Linked DNA regions of Mus musculus: all the other regions are linked to region 1. The links are chromatin contacts, called in public HiChIP or PLAC-seq and Micro-C maps. All regions are on one chromosome and are shown on one strand. The core of a region is the stretch at or near the end of the contact, and the rest is flanking DNA. Distances in the headings are between cores, read along the strand shown. Region 1 has its middle 28 kb from the start of Gm35147. Region 2 overlaps Lhpp (phospholysine phosphohistidine inorganic pyrophosphate phosphatase). Region 3 holds the start of Chst15 (carbohydrate sulfotransferase 15).

Evidence for each region. Hi-C and Micro-C count contacts between places; a contact is called where the count stands out from the background. HiChIP or PLAC-seq counts read pairs in DNA pulled down with a chosen protein or histone mark.
Region 2: a contact with region 1 is called in a Micro-C map of the G1E-ER4 cell line, with 2.9 times the contacts expected there. The contact joins two enhancer-like sites. A contact is called at or near these places in 5 of 484 Hi-C or Micro-C datasets (B cells, the G1E-ER4 cell line, adipose-derived mesenchymal stem cells and 2 more).
Region 3: a contact with region 1 is called in an H3K4me3 HiChIP or PLAC-seq map of fetal liver, with 2.6 times the contacts expected there. The contact joins the promoter of Chst15 here to the enhancer-like site in region 1. A contact is called at or near these places in 3 of 484 Hi-C or Micro-C datasets (centrocytes, nephron progenitors and neural progenitor cells), 15 of 115 datasets of contacts at active chromatin or transcription factors (craniofacial prominence, embryonic forebrain, embryonic hindbrain and 7 more) and 3 of 9 other capture datasets (adipose tissue, liver and pancreatic islet).

The regions. Positions count from the first base shown.
Region 1 is chr7:132,492,327-132,495,026 of GRCm38.p6, forward strand. No RefSeq gene overlaps it. Among named protein-coding and RNA genes, the nearest start is that of Gm35147, 28 kb to the left of the region's middle. Within about 2 kb of position 1,450, at least 18 of the 459 cell types and tissues checked have an H3K27ac peak or open chromatin away from gene starts, as enhancers often do. A contact at or near this core is called in the G1E-ER4 cell line and fetal liver, where this site is marked.
Region 2 is chr7:132,639,910-132,642,609 of GRCm38.p6, forward strand. It overlaps Lhpp (phospholysine phosphohistidine inorganic pyrophosphate phosphatase), which reads left to right. Exons shown (of 7, transcript NM_029609.1): 4 at 1,615-1,678; 5 at 2,578-2,670. Among named protein-coding and RNA genes, the nearest start is that of Lhpp, 31 kb to the left of the region's middle. Within about 2 kb of position 1,397, at least 17 of the 459 cell types and tissues checked have an H3K27ac peak or open chromatin away from gene starts, as enhancers often do. A contact at or near this core is called in the G1E-ER4 cell line, where this site is marked.
Region 3 is chr7:132,315,896-132,318,595 of GRCm38.p6, forward strand. Chst15 (carbohydrate sulfotransferase 15) reads right to left here and starts at 1,333. Exons shown (of 8, transcript NM_029935.6): 1 at 1,152-1,333. It overlaps Gm10584 (predicted gene 10584), which reads left to right. Exons shown (of 1, transcript NR_028578.1): 1 at 1-2,396.

The sequences.
Region 1 (2,700 bases), core at 200-2,699:
GAGAAGGGTAGCTGAATGAGAGCCTGGGGACAAGCTAGTAAGCAGTGCTTGCTCACAGTTCCTGCCTTGGATCCCTGACTGACCTCCCTCAACGATAGGCTGTGACCTGAAAGTATGAGCTGAAACACCCCCAATCCATTCCCAAGTGGGCCCTGTTGGGAGGGGTGTCTGTCTGGAAGCCTTTAGGGACTCGTGGGATCAGGCATAGCATCTCAGCAACTCCCAATGACCTAAGCTCTTACTCTCCAGAACTCAGCCCCTTGGTATGACCATGGGCTGTGACTCACTGCCCCTCATGCCTGACCACCTGGTTTTTCCCTCGATGACCAAAGCCCGCCTCTCCTGTTCTATTCCAGGACCCACAAGCATTATCCAGCATCTACACCCTGTCCTGACAGATGGTGAGTGGGGCTGGATCGAATCAATGAGAGAGCAGATTTCTGAAACCCATTTGCAAGACATATTCCTCATAGACACAATATACTCTGCAGATGTTTTCAACACAGCACAGGCTGTGCTCAGGACTCTCATGGACTATATGTTCTAGTGTACCCTGAAGCATCTGCCTTGACAGGGACAGGCTCCAGGACATCACAGAGAAAGATAGAGCCCTGGCACTGGTGGGAATCTACCTAGACCCCATGAAGAGCCCTAGTCCACTGGGAAATCAACAGACTCCAACACAGTGGCCTCTCCATCCTGTTGCCCCTTCCCTGGGCTCCTTCTCTGTGTAGCCTCGAAGAGTGAAAGAAGTCTCTCACCTTGGTGTCTTCACTATGAGGGATTCACCTCTCCACCCCTCACCACTCTCTGTCCTCTCATATCCAACATTGCCTGCTCCAGAGTCACTGGAAATTCCCATAAGGCATAAGAGTGTCTGCCATGCTGTCCTTTGAACCTTCTATGGCTCCCACTTCTTAGAAAACCAAGCCTACCATCTTCAGTCATAGAGCCTGGCCCCATTACTCCCTGGGTGCACACACACACACACACACACACACACACACACACCCTCCTGGGTCTCAGCTCTAGTATGTTTGTTCTGATGGGGTTCCCTTCTTTCTTTCCTTTTCTCTCCTGTAATGCATCTGAAGTGTCCTCCTCCTGGCCACAACTCTAGATTCATTCCTTATCTCCCAGGAGACTGAAGGCCCACTTTGAATTCCAGCTCTCTTCCTTTTATCTTTCCTCCTCCCCTTGTAAATTCCCAAGGGAAGAAGGGGCCACCAGTCTCCCTCTTCAAGGCCCCAGAGTCAGTTAAGGCGTGTACCAACTGCTTCAACAGAACAACTCAGAATCTCAAGACCCCTGCCTGCATAGTGACCACCGAGGTCTCATGCCATGTACAGTGTCCATGTTTCTCCCAAGTAGCCTTCCCCAGAGTCATTCTGACACCCAGTCCCTCCCAATGAGCCTTGAAGTGCTCTAACTGCATTTAGTTAGCAAGAACTTACCACTTATCTCACACTGGGGAAGTGAGACTATAACCATGTGGTGGGCACTGCTGCCTGTTGATAACAGGGAAAAACAGATCTTCTCCAGATACATGTGTGTACAAATGAGGCCCAGGAAGTGTGCATGGAATGTACACACAAAGAGGCTAGAAAGAGGCTTAAGGCAGGCAGCAGGGAAGCTCTAACGATTATGTGCTAATATGTGCTGGGTACAGAGAGACAAGGACTTTAGAGCCACATAGTCGGGTAGCGATCCCTGACCTGAGCATAGACAGTTCCAAGCCTGGGCAGTTCATGATTAGCCCAAAACCTTGTCTGATATTTTCATGAAATGAATTAACACCCACTCTAAGACCTAATACAGAGAGTTATTCAAGAACAAGGAAATACTGGTATTTACCTTATATGATGCTATCATAGGAAACCAGAACCTCAAATCCCTTGGGCCTCTTGCCCAGTTATAAGTGGCCAAGCCAGAACCTATCCCAAAGCTGCACTCTCACCAGGACTGCATACAGCTCCTCGGGTCTTTCCAAAGGTATTCCTCCAACCTCTCAGCTCGAACCCCAGTAAAATACAAAGAACCTAGAGTCCCTCCTGGACTCTGGTCTCCCTCTGACCTCTCACCTACAAAACCATACGTTATCAGCCAAACACAGAGGCCTCCATCCACATCGCAGGCTTCCTGTTTACAGCCCTGCCTCCCTGACTGGTCCCCCTCCACTTTCCATCACTGAACCTGTACAAGCTGTATTCACCACTGATCATCCTCCACATGCTCTGTCTCCTCAGAGTCAAGACTGCAGACCAATTCCCATCTCTCCTTTCAAGTCCTCCCTCTATGGGCTCACACAGCAGATGAGTCCCACCCCCACCCCCACTAGACTCACCGTAGCAAAAGAAAGCAAATCGGAGTCCAGGCTACCGACAGCCAGACACACACCTGGCCCTGGAGGCTCCTACCTGTCTCCAAGAATAACAAGCATGATTGCTCAGCTGATAGGGTACCGACATTCAGAGCTGACCCAGGAGAAAGCCTGGCAGAGAGGATCTGGGGCAGTCAGGTACCACCCTTCCAACCGACAGCCGCCTCGTGCAGATCCTAAGAGATGTTCATGCCCTTCCTCTGTACCAGGCTTGTTACTACTTCTCAGTCTAAGGATGAGGGAACGTGTGAAAATATAAAAGGCATGCCTTCCTTCTTGGAGAGGAGCTGGGTTCTTTGGAACATTCTCATGTCACCAGC
Region 2 (2,700 bases), core at 147-2,646, 150 kb after region 1:
ACATGCAATTGCCTACGTTATTCAGAGCATCTGACAATTTATACTCTGAGGGTTAAGAGAAATCACATGAGTAACGTTTTCATGAGTTTGAAAGCTGCATACAATCATGAGAACAAGCTACACGTGGCAAAAATACATTCTCCATAGAGGCTTATCAAGTATGGCTTCAATGTCTAATTGAGTAACAACAGCAAGCAAGAATGAGTATTGGAAGTAACCTCACTCCTAGCCGCTATACCTGGGAGGAGCACAAAACACTTTCCAAGAATAATTCCATGTTTTGAAGAAATTGAGGTCATAGAGTCTTGTCTTGTTTTCTTGGCATTTTCTCACAAGCACTCAGCGTTCTCACGTGACTCCATTCCTGGACCGTGTTCCAGCACATGCACATGGAAAGGTGAAAAAGAAAAGACATTCGTGAGATCGGATCTGCTATGTATCCTCAGCTGACCTAGAGTTCACAATCTTCCTGCCTCAGCCTCCTGAGTGCTGGATTACAGGAGTGACCCCACCAGGCCTGGGGCTTGTATTATTTTACCACTGAGCCTCCTATCTCAGGGCCTCTGTCTTAGCTCCACGAGCAGCTGTTTATAGTAGTCGTCTCCAGTCTTTTGGTGAGTGGTGTTTGTGTTCTAGGCATTGTGTAAGGAATGGTGTTGTTTATGTAGTGTGTTACTTTGCCCTAGATATGGGTGGTTTTGATTGCTTTGACTATGTCACAGGCGAGGAAGCTGAGGTCTAAAGGCTTACATAGAGCAAAGTCACTTTTAGAAATCAGAGAAGGAATTTCAGTATTGAAGACAGCCTACATCCCCTGTTCTCGGATCCTCAGCTCGCATGCTGAGTTAATGTCCCCTGGACGGAGAAGGAAGGGAAGACTGACGTGGGTGCTCAGACTCCCCTAATAACTCAGAACTTGGATTCCTGTGCCATTTTCTGGGTTTCAGTGAACCTCATCTCTGGAGGGTGATGGCTAAGCCACCTTCTTGCCTCCTTGGTCACGTGGCTTTGCTCAGAGAGCCCCAGAAATGGATGACATTGCAGCTAGGACTCTTATGTACCTCGAGGGAGGCCTTGGTCTGATGTGGATGGGCTGTGGGTCTAAGCACTGGGGCTAAACCGAGGAACCCTCCGAGGAGCTGAGCCTGCGCTGTCTCTGGGAGGTTGGGAAGACATTCTTGTCTCAAGGAAGCAGCTGGTGCCTGTGAAACCTGGCACCTTGCCTGACCCCAGCTAATAGGGATGTCGCAGGCTGCTGTGGAACTAATGGAGCACTCTCCTCAGGCAGCAGTTAGGGGTTAATTATTAGCAATTAGGGAGTCAGCACATGCTCTGGGGGGGCTGCCGTCCCTTCCCGAAACACGGGTCACTTGTCTTCCTCTGTGTTAGTAACGGGATCCATCTGTCCCCCTTGGGTTCCTGGTTAATCATTGTGGTAGGGGTCCCTACAAGGCCAGCAGCAGGGGGCTAGTGGCTGAATGACCCATGATGCCCCACTGCCGCTGGCCCTCTGCTTCTGCCATGTGGCCTCTGTCGGTTACTCTCAGCATGGCATCGGGACTGGCCTGCACCTGTGGCTCTCTGTGAACCCCCTTCCCTTGTGCTCTCTTGCAGACGCTATTACAAGGAGACCTCTGGCCTGATGCTGGACGTTGGAGGTTACATGAAGGCGCTCGAGGTACCTGCCCTGGTGCTGCCCCAGGCCCTGGCTTTCTGGAGAAGATGGTGTACTTTATAGACAAGTAGCCTCTCATGTTTCTGAGTGGAGCATCCTGTGTGGGGCTTGAGCCACACCCCCGTCTCCTCTGTGGAAGTAATGGAGGTCTCTCCTCAGGCAGCAGTTAGGGTCCATTATCTTGATCATCACACAGTCATTATGTATGTATGTGTCATCCCTCTGACCCCCAGCCAACCTCTGGGTGCTCTTTCCCAGCATGCTCTTCACCACTCTGACTCATGGCTTTAGTGTCTCTTCAGATCACCTGCTTCCTTCCCAGCCCTGTAACCCCTCAGGCTGTGTGTCCTCCCAACTCCTCTCCTGAGATGACTTTCCAGGTTATAAAGCCTTCTGTGGCAAGACCTCCAGAGTCCACTGTGACTGGCCTGTCAGTTACCCCTGCCCAGATTCCTGCTAGACCATGTCCCAGCTCCACAATAGTAGCAGCCCCTGTCCACCTGTGCCCAGGCGAGAAGGGTGAGCAGGTGGGTGGATTGAATCCTAGACACACTTAGGAGGGCCTTTGATCTACTTGGAGGTGGGTAGCAGGGAGAGGCAAGAGATGGGATTGTAGCTGAACAGGCAAATGAGAGCCTTGGTCTCCTGTCCCTTGGGAGACTCGTGGTTCTGCTAGGTAAGGTATGCCACTTGCTGTGGGCACTCTTGAAGTAGGCGGCAGAGCTGGAGGTAGGTGTCCTAAGCATTCTAGGCAGCAGCCTGTTGTGGAGTTGTGACACGCTTGCCTGTGAGAGGGTTTGAGGCCCATGGCATCCTGATCATCATGAGGCGGTCAGTCTTTCCATGTGTGTCTACTCCCGTGTTCCTGATCTGAAACTCATACTGTGTCTTCTCTTTGCCAGTATGCCTGTGGTATCAAGGCTGAAGTGGTGGGGAAACCCTCCCCTGAGTTCTTCAAGTCTGCTCTACAAGCCATAGGGGTGGAAGCCCACCAGGTAGGCACAGCAGAATTTCCTTTCTTCTTT
Region 3 (2,700 bases), core at 83-2,582, 180 kb before region 1:
ATCCTCAGCGTCGCTCCTCGCGTCCGGGCCCCTGCCTTCTCGGCTTCCACCATCACCACCCGCCACCGCCGCCCCCACGGCTTAGCTCAGAGCTGCCTCGTTCTGCTCTCTGCTCCCCAGCTGGCGGGAGACACAGCTGAGACTCCCTAGTCAGGCCGCTTCGGGGACTAGGGTACAGCGACGATGGGAAAAGCGGCGAGTAAAAAAAGTTGAGACTGATCCCTCGGTTCCTCCCAGGCCTGTCCCCACGGTGTCTCCTCGGGAATCTTGCTCCCACAGACGCTGACGCCTGGGGCTGTTCCCCGAGACCCACACGAGCCTTCCCACCCAGAGCGGCAGTGCGGCTAGAGCCCGGATTCCCGAGGCGGCTCCGATTGGTACCCAGAGACAGTGGCAGATGCCCACGTACCTGCCCCAGGCTACGCCTGGAAACTTCCCCTAAAGTGTGCGGGGGAGGGGCAGTGAACACGACTAGGGGAATCCCGGTCCCCAGCTCTGCCTGTGGAGAGCTCGCTCCAGAAAATCGCCGATCTGTCTATTCATTGGCCTTATATCAGTCGTCCTTCCCTCTCAGTTCCTGGCCGACCCAGGGTCGCGCGAATTCTGACTCCTTGGGGCGGTTCTGCGGGACAGCTAGCCGGTGCGTGCCCCGCGGCGTGCGTCCTCCGCCGGCCTCCAGCTGTCCACAGCGCCACCACGCCAGCACCCGGTCCTCTGTCTTGGAGCTCGGACCACATTCGCTCTGTCTAGGGAGGGGGCGTGTGAGCCCCGGCTCCGCCACCGGTAGTCCTTCCCGCAGGGTCCCCAGGCGTGCTGGGCACCTAGAGCACGGCCAGGACCGCGCAGCGAAAAGGACGCCTCCTACAGGGGACCGTGCCTGTAGCGAGGAGGCCTGACCGAGGGGTGCGGGCCCAAACCTGCCGGAGCTCGGCGCGCTCCAAGTTCATTGTCTGCCTGGGCCGCCGCCGCCTCCGCGTCCGGAGCCTCCGCGCAGGGAGTGAAGCTGCACACAGCCCTGGCGGTCCGGACTCCCAGCGCCCATTCCCCGCCAACCTGGGCGAACCCGCAGAGGGGCACCGGGACCCAGAGCCAAACCTCCGCCCGCCGCTACTCGCCACCCCCTGCCCAGTCACCCAGAGCCCAACTTGTACCTGAAAAGCCCAAGACGATCTCGGAAGCCTCTGCAGCTCCGACTCCGCGGGAGCGCGCGCCCAGCCCCGCGCCTAGCACCCCGCACCCAGGGCGCGTCAACCTGACTCCCCGAGCGCTGGGAGGAAAAGTTTGGGAGTGACTTGCAGATGGCGAATGAAACCTCTGAACAGAACCCTCCCCCCGCCCCATGTCGCGCTGACACACATCAGCTCGAGTCTGGAATGCAAGATCAAGGCGTGCGCGCCCTGCTGAGCGGTGGGTTTGGTCCCCGCCCCCTCGCCCAGCAAGTAAATACAGTTTGTGTATTGCGGTGACTCCGACAAGACAAAACCGAAACCTGGTGTGTGTGGCAGTGACCCGGCTACCAGAAACAGTTTTAAGGAACTTGGCAGTCTAGAGACAGCCCATACATTGATATTCAAGGCCACTGACGCGAGTGGTTTCGGCGCCCTCTGTTGTATTTTTGCATTCTACAAAGGCTGCCTAGCTCTTGGGCCCTGTAGGTTTGCTTCTTCTGAGAGGTAAGGTTCTACAGGACCCCGAGTACCACTGCCGCAGTGGCCTACTGGGACTGCTTCAAGGAAAGGCTCCAGTGATCGGCTGTGGGCTGAAGATGAAATCAGTTAACATAAAATATGACACCTTAAACTCTTAAGACTTGTTCGGGACAGCCTTTGGAGCACCAAACCCCAGACTCTGGGGAATAGGATAGAAGCCACAGTCTTGGGTCTGCCCACGTTCCTATGGCCAGAGTCCAGCATCTTCTTTCTTGAAGCAACCGGGAAAATGCTCCCTAACTGTAAAATGCTGGCATATGTGCTAAAGGTGATTCTAGAGAACGGGAGCCCCTTTCAGTCTTGTTTGAGGTTCCCACCTCACCCCCCAAAGTCCTAGAGTTCTGGTTCAGCATCCACGGCGACTGAGTCAGAGGTCACAATCAGAGGGTCACGACTGCAGATAGGAACCCTGGATGACAGGGGAGTTCTTAAAAACCACTGTCTAGCTTCCCAACAAATACTGCCTCTTATATAAAAATCTGCAAAGAAAGATTAATGAAGCAGTGAGACTGCCCTCCCAGTCGGTAGACTGGATTGCTTTTCCCCCCATGTAGACTTGGCTTAGTGATTTGGAGGTCTTTATTATTTTTTTTAAACAAAAACCTTTTTTTTTCTAAAAATACAATGAGCTGGTTTTTGCAGAGTTCACAATTCCCAATAGATAATGATGCCATTTTTCATGGTCTTACACACGTTGTGGCTTTGGGGTTTATTTATTAGCTCCGGAGAAAAGACTGCCTTTCAGTAAGGTTTATATATTCGAGTAATTGCACTGGGACACAGTGCAGGTTGCTGTTTAAGAGGGTGGGTTGTGCAGGCGCCTACAAGCAAAGTCCTGGGCCAGGCAGCTGTCAGACCAGGGCATGCGGCCGGTTTAAGCAAACACAGTGAAGGTTCTTTGGAAACAGCAAGGAGGAAATCCCTTCCTGTAAGAGTGTGTGGAACATGATCCCTGGGCCACACGTATGGGGACTTTCCAATACATGCCCCA